2 separate regions of the Mus musculus genome follow, and region 2 is linked to region 1. Evidence: chromatin contacts called from public HiChIP or PLAC-seq data. All regions are on one chromosome and are shown on one strand. The core of a region is the stretch at or near the end of the contact, and the rest is flanking DNA. Distances in the headings are between cores, read along the strand shown.

Region 1 (4,226 bases), core at 570-3,069:
CCACAGTGATGACTGATTCTTGCAGCTCTGTGTCATGGGCGACCCCATGGATGGTCCCGTGGATCACTACGAGGAGACATGGTGGCCAGTGGTGGGCACGTGGGAATGTGAGGCAGACCCTAAGCTCTCCCGCAACAGAAACACTCACCAAAATCACTGGTGCATGCAGCCAGGAGGAGCTCGGCATCACTGCAGGGCCTGCAGGCACCTAGCATGCAAGGCAGGTCATCAGCCAGGCCTGTGATCTCTCAGCACGAGCCCACAGCTCCTCCCAAGAGGAAAAGGTACAGGAGCAAGAGACTAAACCCTTCTCCCAGCATCCTATAGCCTGAAGACACCCTGCAGGTACATGCCTACTGATGGGCACCTCAGTGCCTCATACACAGGCTTGGTACCATCTCATAAACTCAGACTAACACTGGGAAACGTTCTGTGACCTCCCAGCTCTAGCTAGGGATATTCTAGTGGACTCCAGTTCGGGGGGGTCTCTAGCTAGGGCAGAACAGTCAGAGAGCCATTCATTCCCTGCAGGGTCAGGCTACAAGTTCCAGAAGAGCAAAGCACTGGGCCTGGTGCCCTGCAGGGAGGCAGGGCAGGCAGTCTCCATGGTGACGAAGAGGCACACTGGACTTTTGTTGGCTGGGCTTGGGGGGAGGGGAAGGAGGTCACCACCAGGCCAGGGAGCCCTGGACAGCCTTGGCCATAGGCTTTGATTCTGCCTCAGCTTAACCCTTCCCCCAATCCTTCAGAAACCAGAGACCCAGGGCTGGCCTCTCGGGCATTTGCCCCCTCCTGCTCTTTTCCTAAACCGAATCTTTTAAGAGGAGGAGGAGAGAAAGGCGGGGGCACTTCCAACTCACCTCCTTACGACCTGGAAGCCACTATGCTCTCCACCGGAGTGGCCTCTGTCAAGCTACAGAAGGACTCTCCATGCAATGGGGTGGCAAGGCCCAGTCCCATCAGGTCAGTGTGGAGGGCCAATTTCTGACACCCAGCCAGTCTCATAATCACTCACCATCCACACCAAGACCTTGAGCCTGGGGAGACATTTCTGCACGTTGGTCCTCGTGCAGTTCAAAACGGAAGGCAGCAACTCTGCGGCTGATGTCGCGGTGTGGTGTGGCCTGCAGGAAAAGGGCTCGGCGCTCGCGGGGACCCCAGCGCATGCAGCGGCCCCCAGCCAGGTCCGGGCCCTCGGCCAGTAGCAACTCTAGATTGCCGGTCATACGTTCAGCGAAGACCTGGGCACCAGCGAAGGGCCGCTCTGGGCGCAGACAGACGATGCTGGGCCGTGTGCCCGGATCGGGGCCGCCCAGGGTCAGGCGCAGCGCCCCAGCTGGGTACAGCCACTCGATAGCGCCCTCAGTACAGTCCAGGGTCAGCTGCCCCACGCTGCCAGGCTCCTGGGTCAAACCGCTGGGGACAGGACGGTGGTTCTCAGGTGGGTGACCCTCGTTCCCTAGCCCGCTCATCCCTTTTCCCGCGGCTACCAACATCTGCTTCTACTCTGTGTAACAGGACATTGAAGTCTGCGTTTCCTCAGTTCCAAGTGGGAGGGAACCCTCCAACCCAAGAAGTAAATAAAATAAAATAAATAAATAAATAAACCCACAACCCTCCCCGCAGTCCCTCCTGGTACCTGCCCCTCCAGCTGCAGCGGTCTTCCGAGTAGCCAGCGTGAGCGGACGCGGCCAGGAGGCCGCAACAGAGCGCGCAAAGAAGCGTGGCTACCAGCATGGTTAGGGGACGCGCCGGGGCCTCGGACTGCTGCCCCGGGAGGGTCGGGGCCGCAGCGCGAGCAGCCCGCGGCGCGGCTGCCCGGCCCGGCGCGTCCCCACAACCGGCGACCCCTCGCCGCTGCCCCCTCTGAGCTCCGGGGCTAGGGGGCGGGGCCTTTGCTCTCGGACCAATCGCCACAAGCCGCAGAACTTTCCTCCAATTGCAGCACCCTCGAGGGGGTGGGGCGGGCTCAAGGCGGGAGCTCGGTCCAAGGCAGGGTTGATGTAGAAAGCGCTCCTGTTTCCCCATTTGGAGATCCCCAATAGGAACGTTTGGTGGGTTGGTGGGGTTCGCTGTCGACTGGAATCTGGAAGGCTGTCCACCCCTTACCTTCAGTGGACCTCGGGGCAGTGGGACTTTGTAAGAGAAGTAGTAGAGTCTGCAGCCAAAATCTGAACACTGGTATCCTGCTGCTGGTACTTAAGGAAAAGAGATTAAAACCCCTGTGTTACTGCATCTCATAAGGGAGGGTACAGAGGGCCTGGAGCATGGAGCTAGGCCAAACCTTCGGTTTGGGGAAAAGAAAGAATACTGGCTAGGTCTGGAAGGAGTAGCGTGGGTAGTGTGGATCTCCTTCTGCCACCATACATTCTCAGACCTAACTACACACTCCTCCAATGTTAAATGGATACTAAGAAAAAAATGAGGCGTTCTAGAGGACCTGCCTAGGGACCCACCTGACTGACAAAGCCTGGTAGTCTGCCGGTGCCAAAGTACAGGCCATTCCTACAGTCAAGATCAACCGAAAGGGAATCAGAAAGATATCCCAGGCAGCCTGAGGATGTAGCTAGGTTATAGAGCACCTACCACACAGGCATACACCCCTGGCTTTGATCTTTAAAATAATGTTAAACTGAGAGTGTAGTGGGTCTTGCCTGTAATCCCAGCGGGCAGGAAGTAAAGGAAGCAGCTCAGATGTTCAAGGGCATCCTTGGCTCCATAGTGAATTCAAGGACAGTGTGGGCTACATGAGAACCTCTTTTTTTTGTTTTGTTTTGTTTGTTGTTCATTTTTAAAAAAATATTTTTATTAGATATTTTCTTTATTTACATTTCAAATGTTATCCCCTTTCCTGGTTTCCCCTCTGAAAATCCCCTATCCCCCCCCCCCCGAGAACCTCTTAAAATAAAATAGAGCCACTGTGAAACCCCCCAATGGGGAAGAGCTTCCTTGGAGCAGCTTGTCCTTTGGATCTGACCGAAGGGAGGGTGGAGGAGATGGAAAATAGAAGAAGAACCTTGGCAGGTCCCCAAGGATCTCTCTCTCTCTCTCTCTCTCTCTCTCTCTCTCTCTCTCCCACCCCCAGGGCTCTGTTTCTGGATCCTCCAGGTTCCGAGTGAAACCCTTCCGGTTGGCCTGGACCTGCGCTCAGAGACAGATGAGATCCAGTGATCCCACTGGCAATCTGGGGAGGAGCTTCAAACACTGACTACTTTCTCCTTGCCTCCCAGGCCCTCTTTGACCAATAAGAAGGCTCAGATGGCTCCTTGCCCCAGTCCAGAGAGTCAAAATGACACAAGGTGAGAGTGACCAGAACTTTCCTGATGAATCAGTAAACACAGTGTGGTGTGACTGTTCTTGGAAGAAACATTACATATGGGCTGGAGAGATGGCTCAGCGATTAAGAGCACTGATTGCTCTTCCAGAGGTCCTGAGTTTAATTCCCAGCAACCACATGGTGGCTCACAACCATCTGTAATAGGATCTGATGCCCTCTTCTGGTGTGTCTGAAGACAGTGACAGTATACTCATATATATGAAATAAATAAATAAGTAAAATAGTAAATAAATAAATAACATTAAATATGACTTTTTTCTCTCAAATAGTATAGAAATGTGGGATGCTATAAAAGCAAGGAATTCAAATTTTTTTTATTTTCTCAGCTTGGTAGACTTTTATGCAAATGTTTTAATCCACCCCCATACCAAACACAAAGGCCCTACTATATTCTTGAATTAAAATGGTTTATCTTTTACCCCTTCGTTTTCTTTGCACAGATTCTCTTAAAACTAACCAAGCTTGGGCTGAGCAAGGTGGCACACAACTTTAATCCCAGCACTCCTGAGGCACAGGCAAGGCAGATCGCTGTGAGTTCGAGGCAAACTAGCTCTACATGGTGAGTTCCAGGACAGCCAGGGATCTTTACACAGAGAAATTCTGTCTCAATACAAACAGACAAACAAACAAACAAACAAACCTAGCCAATCACTAAAGACCGTGAGGTTGAGCCCAGCCAATGGGGAAAAGACACAGTCATCACCTGAGTTAGAATAAAAACCAATCCCTGTCTGAGTTGCCTCTTCCATGCTGTGAGCAGCTCACTCCTTGGTCAGCAGTAAAGGTTTGCCTTCTTGAGACACTTCAGTTAGAGTGGAGGTCTCTTTCTTTGCAACCTCAAATTTATTTCTAACAGAATGAAGCCCGGATGATTCTATCGTAAACCCTT
Region 2 (4,217 bases), core at 828-3,327, 380 kb before region 1:
GGTCAGAAGTGAAGGGTTGCTTCTGGTCGGGGGTGGGGGGGCAAGCAAACTCAAACACCCTGTCACCCATAGGGGCTCCATGCTATTTAGCATGTGTTAAGTTTGACATTACATCATAGGCCTGACCTTTGACCACACCCCATCTGTCAGGCTTCTGTTTCCCCAAACACAAAGCCAGAAAACCAAGCCCATGACCATCAGCACACATCAGCATACACAGGTCTCGGGCCACACAGCCTAGCCATGGCACCTCTGTCATTTTGTCACACCAGGCCGAGAGGGGTAGACCCTCAGAACCCAGGTGACCAACACCATCAGCTGCCACCATGGCCATCAGCTCCAAATCCAACATAACAAAGTGATGAAAGATGACTTGAGTGAATGTCTCACCCACGGGGGTCACACTGCTGCAGTGGCTTAAAAAAGAGGGCTCCTATTGATGCTCCAGAGTTGTGGGTGCTGGGCCCCAGGGCCAACCACCAGCTCAGCTCTAGTGTAGCCCCCCTTCCTTATCCATTCACCCAGCTCTCCACGGTTCACAGGTCTAAAGCCCACCAAGCGGACATTAACCATGCAGGTTCTGAAACGTGAGGTGTAAGCAGAAGCAACTCCACTGAGACATGGCTAGGAAATTATAAAGCACACCTGAGTGAGTCTCTGAGGGCATTTCCAGAGACGACTAAGTAGGGGCCATGCCCAGTATATGAGCAGCACCATCCTATAGTCTGGGGACCTAAAGAAAGAAGGGGATGAAGGCAAAACTTGCTGATGCACAACTATTTGTGCTCACTGGCCTTCTTCATACACTTCCTGTAGATAGGTAGTTGTGTGTGTCTGTGATACATATATATATATATATATATACACACACACACACATACACACATACACACACACATGTATATACACACATATATACATATATAGAGACATATATATATATACACATATATGTATGTATGTACACACTCACACACACACATATATATATGTGTGTGTGTGTACATACATACATACATGTCAGCTGACCACGGACTGAAACTTATGAAACCATGAACTAAAATCAGTCTTTATCCTAAACTGTTTTCACTCACTCAGCCATTTGTCACAGAGACAAAAAGAAAAAATAAATGACTCATGCTGGGGCCCCAGATGTCCCGGAACAAAGGGGTCACGTGCCGACTCCTGGAGACGACAGGGCCTAGCATTGTGTGGACATGTCATCCACTCTGGCCCTTCCCACCCACACCTTCTCCATCCACATCTTAGACACGTACACTGAAGCTGGGAGAGGCCTCCTGCCCAGCACCCTCTTATCAGCCATCTTGTATCTACCACCCCTTTCCTGCAAGCCTCTACAAGATGCCCTGAGAACACAGGCTGACTGTGGCCAGTGTCAGTCCAGGAAAAGATCATTGGGTTGAGAAGCTGGCTATCTTAGGCCCATGCTTGGGGTTTATGCCAAATGTTCCACTACCCTAGTTGACTCAAACCCTTCCCTTTGTCCTTCCATGGATCTCACTCAACTATTTACTGAATGCCCAATCCCTTGAACTCAAGGCTCTTCAGCCCTTCTCTATAACCTGGCTGTAGGCAGGCTTATCCCACACAGCAAGTTCTCCAGACCCTGAGACCCTCTTCCCTCTGTCACCTGGTGGGCGGGACACTAGGACTCAGGATGGCCTGTTTTTTTCTCTAGGACCCTCAGGGCTCCATCAAGATGGCAGCCATGGGTCAGTGAGGCTATGCACTTGGGTAGCAGCTCTGCCAAGTGTCATCTCATGAGTCCTAGTTTGGGCTCCCTGTGTACCCTTTCCTTACCTTTTCCTGTTCAGAGTAGGAACTCTGCCCCACCCAATCCATGTAGAGTCCTCTCTCTAGCAAAGCCTGAGACAATGTATCTGTTCTCCACACCCTAGGGATCCCATGTGTGGCCCAGAGAGGAACGGTGGTGCTCCATGGGGCCTGGTGGGGCTGGGAGCAGCTAGGATCACAGTAAGAGGCTTTATGTAAGCATAAGCGGGCAGCTGGCTCCTGGGGCCAGGCCGGTAAACCAGGAGCTGGCTGGGGATTAGTGACAGGCGTTGCCAAGGCAACCCAAAGAGAAGGAAGCATGCTTGGTCTGAGCATAGCTCAGCCTTCCTCTAGCTCCCCAAAGGTAAGAGGAAACCCCAGAGATTCATTAGCAACAGGTTCCCATGGCAACCGCACCAAGCTCATTAATAATTTTTCTTTTATTCCAAGTGTGGGTGTTGAAAACCTCTCGAGAATGAAGGGAGGGACGGATGCAGAACAAACACTCGCGCCAACTACTCCTACCCATGGCCCAGACGCCACCTGACAGTGACACCTGTCCCCACCCCAACTGGGAGTCAGGACCTAGCTGTTCTCGTAGCAGGAAGTAGTCAGGCTCTGGGAGCACAGCCAAGACCCCAATCTCAGACCCACTAGACGGCTACTGCACACTGGAGATGCCACACATCCTGTTACAGCACCTTGGGGCCCAGATTCATAGGTGGGATAAACAGTTAGCAAGTAGGGGTTGTTCTATAAAGCCCCTGAAGTTTCGTATGTGACCAAACAATGTTCCTACGTGACCCAGCAATCCCATTCCTGGTATCTACCCAGAAAGACGAAACCCAGGAAATCACATTGCATTCAGAGCCCGCCCATTCTCTGCAGCACTTTCTGCTACACACCTGGACACATGTCCACAAACACAAAAGCTCTCTAACTACACCTTGGGTCCCTGGGGCCTGCTACGGTGAAACTAAACCTTGAAGTCAGATGGTTCACAGTACTCCATCCAACACATGCAAGCAAGTGATCCCACTACATGGAGCCTTGGAACAGGGAGATGGGATGAAGGCAATCAGCAGAGATGCATGGGCATGGTGCTCCCTGCATGGTGAGAAGTGCTCTGAAGCACACTGCAGCCATAGATGCCCAAGTGTAAGACTAGGGTGGCAGATACAGAGCTGTACACTCACGAGTTACTTATGTGACTCATGATCTACCCCAATAGTACAAGCATCTTTGGGGTCAGCCTACAATGCCTGCATAGTAGCTGCTACTGTCTTATCTGACACCCTGGTCCCCGGGGGGTGGGGAGGGGGAAAAACACAGGAGCTTGGTAAAGTAAACAAGATGCAGAGACTTGGGGCATGTCATGTGCCAGGCAGGCAGGCAGGCAGGCAGGCAGGCAGGCAGGCAGGCAGGCGCTTCTGCCTTTTGTTCTGGACAGGTGACTAAAGACCACTGGCTTCTAGGACAAGCTGGGCCGGCGGAACTTGGAAACATTCAGGGTCACCTAGCAAACTCCATGAAGCTCATTATACCCACATTGGGTCCCAGAGCACCTCATGGGATAAAATGTGATCTCTCATCCGCCTTGCCACTAAGGCCACTAGAGACTCGATGTCTCCTTTATCAGTCCCTGCCAGGCCTTGAGAAAGCATCAAGTTAACCAGTGATTCCTACCGCCCCACTCCTGAGAAACTCTTGGTGGGAGCTCACAACCAGGAACACTACGCCCCCTTTAGAGCAATGTGAAGACAAGGGAGTGACCACAGAGATATGGCAATGCACAGTCAAAAGGCAAAACTCAGAAGCCGTTTGCAGCCTGTACCACACAGACACTCACACGCTGTAATAACAGCCCAGTGGGTCAGGCCCAGACAGCCAATTTCCCAATTAGGAGCCGCAAGCCTGCCCATGCACAGGGCACAATGGAGTCCATTCTTTCACGGCAAATGAGAAGAAACCAGCTTTCCTCCTGATATTCTGTGAAAAACTGCAAGTCAGTGGGGGAAGGTTCAGGGGGACACCAGACTGATATCATGGTAAAGCAGGCAGAGCTACCACCAGGGAAGGGTGGTACACACTGCCACCTGGGGATGGAGTTGGGACACATAGAGAATGGGAAGGGATGGGGTGGCCTGAAGGCTTCTCCCTCTGGGTCTCTGAATTCCAAGCACTCCCACCCGAGCAGCTCTACTGAACCAGGCCTTAGTGGGTCTGACTCTACCACTTCCTAGCATACACCCAGCCTCCCCCATGGCTTCAGGCTGGTTGGACCTTGCTCCATTGGCTTGGTGACCCAGATCGCAATGTGGAGAAGCACACAAGGTTCTGGAATATTATGGAAGACTGTGGCAGCAGGCCCAGCTTCTGACACAAACACCGTGGCCTTGTATCTGCTGCTGGTTGGTGAGCCT

Evidence for each region. HiChIP or PLAC-seq counts read pairs in DNA pulled down with a chosen protein or histone mark.
Region 2: an H3K4me3 HiChIP or PLAC-seq map of forebrain shows a contact between it and region 1, with 2.6 times the contacts expected there. The contact joins the enhancer-like site here to the promoter of Metrn in region 1. A contact is called at or near these places in 6 of 39 promoter capture datasets (3T3-L1-derived adipocytes, the HPC-7 cell line, embryonic stem cells and 3 more), 9 of 484 Hi-C or Micro-C datasets (the HL-1 cell line, cerebral cortex, cortical neurons and 4 more), 11 of 115 datasets of contacts at active chromatin or transcription factors (SST interneurons, bone marrow-derived macrophages, embryonic forebrain and 5 more) and 1 of 9 other capture datasets (embryonic stem cells).

The regions. Positions count from the first base shown.
Region 1 is chr17:25,795,226-25,799,451 of GRCm38.p6, forward strand. It overlaps Metrn (meteorin, glial cell differentiation regulator), which reads right to left and starts at 1,820. Exons shown (of 4, transcript NM_133719.2): 1 at 1,640-1,820; 2 at 1,016-1,416; 3 at 149-208; 4 at 1-66. The coding sequence starts at 1,737.
Region 2 is chr17:25,416,979-25,421,195 of GRCm38.p6, forward strand. All of the region lies in intron 2 of Cacna1h (calcium channel, voltage-dependent, T type, alpha 1H subunit), which reads right to left. Among named protein-coding and RNA genes, the nearest start is that of Cacna1h, 15 kb to the right of the region's middle. Within about 2 kb of position 2,078, at least 48 of the 459 cell types and tissues checked have an H3K27ac peak or open chromatin away from gene starts, as enhancers often do. A contact at or near this core is called in cerebral cortex, cortical neurons, forebrain and 1 more, where this site is marked.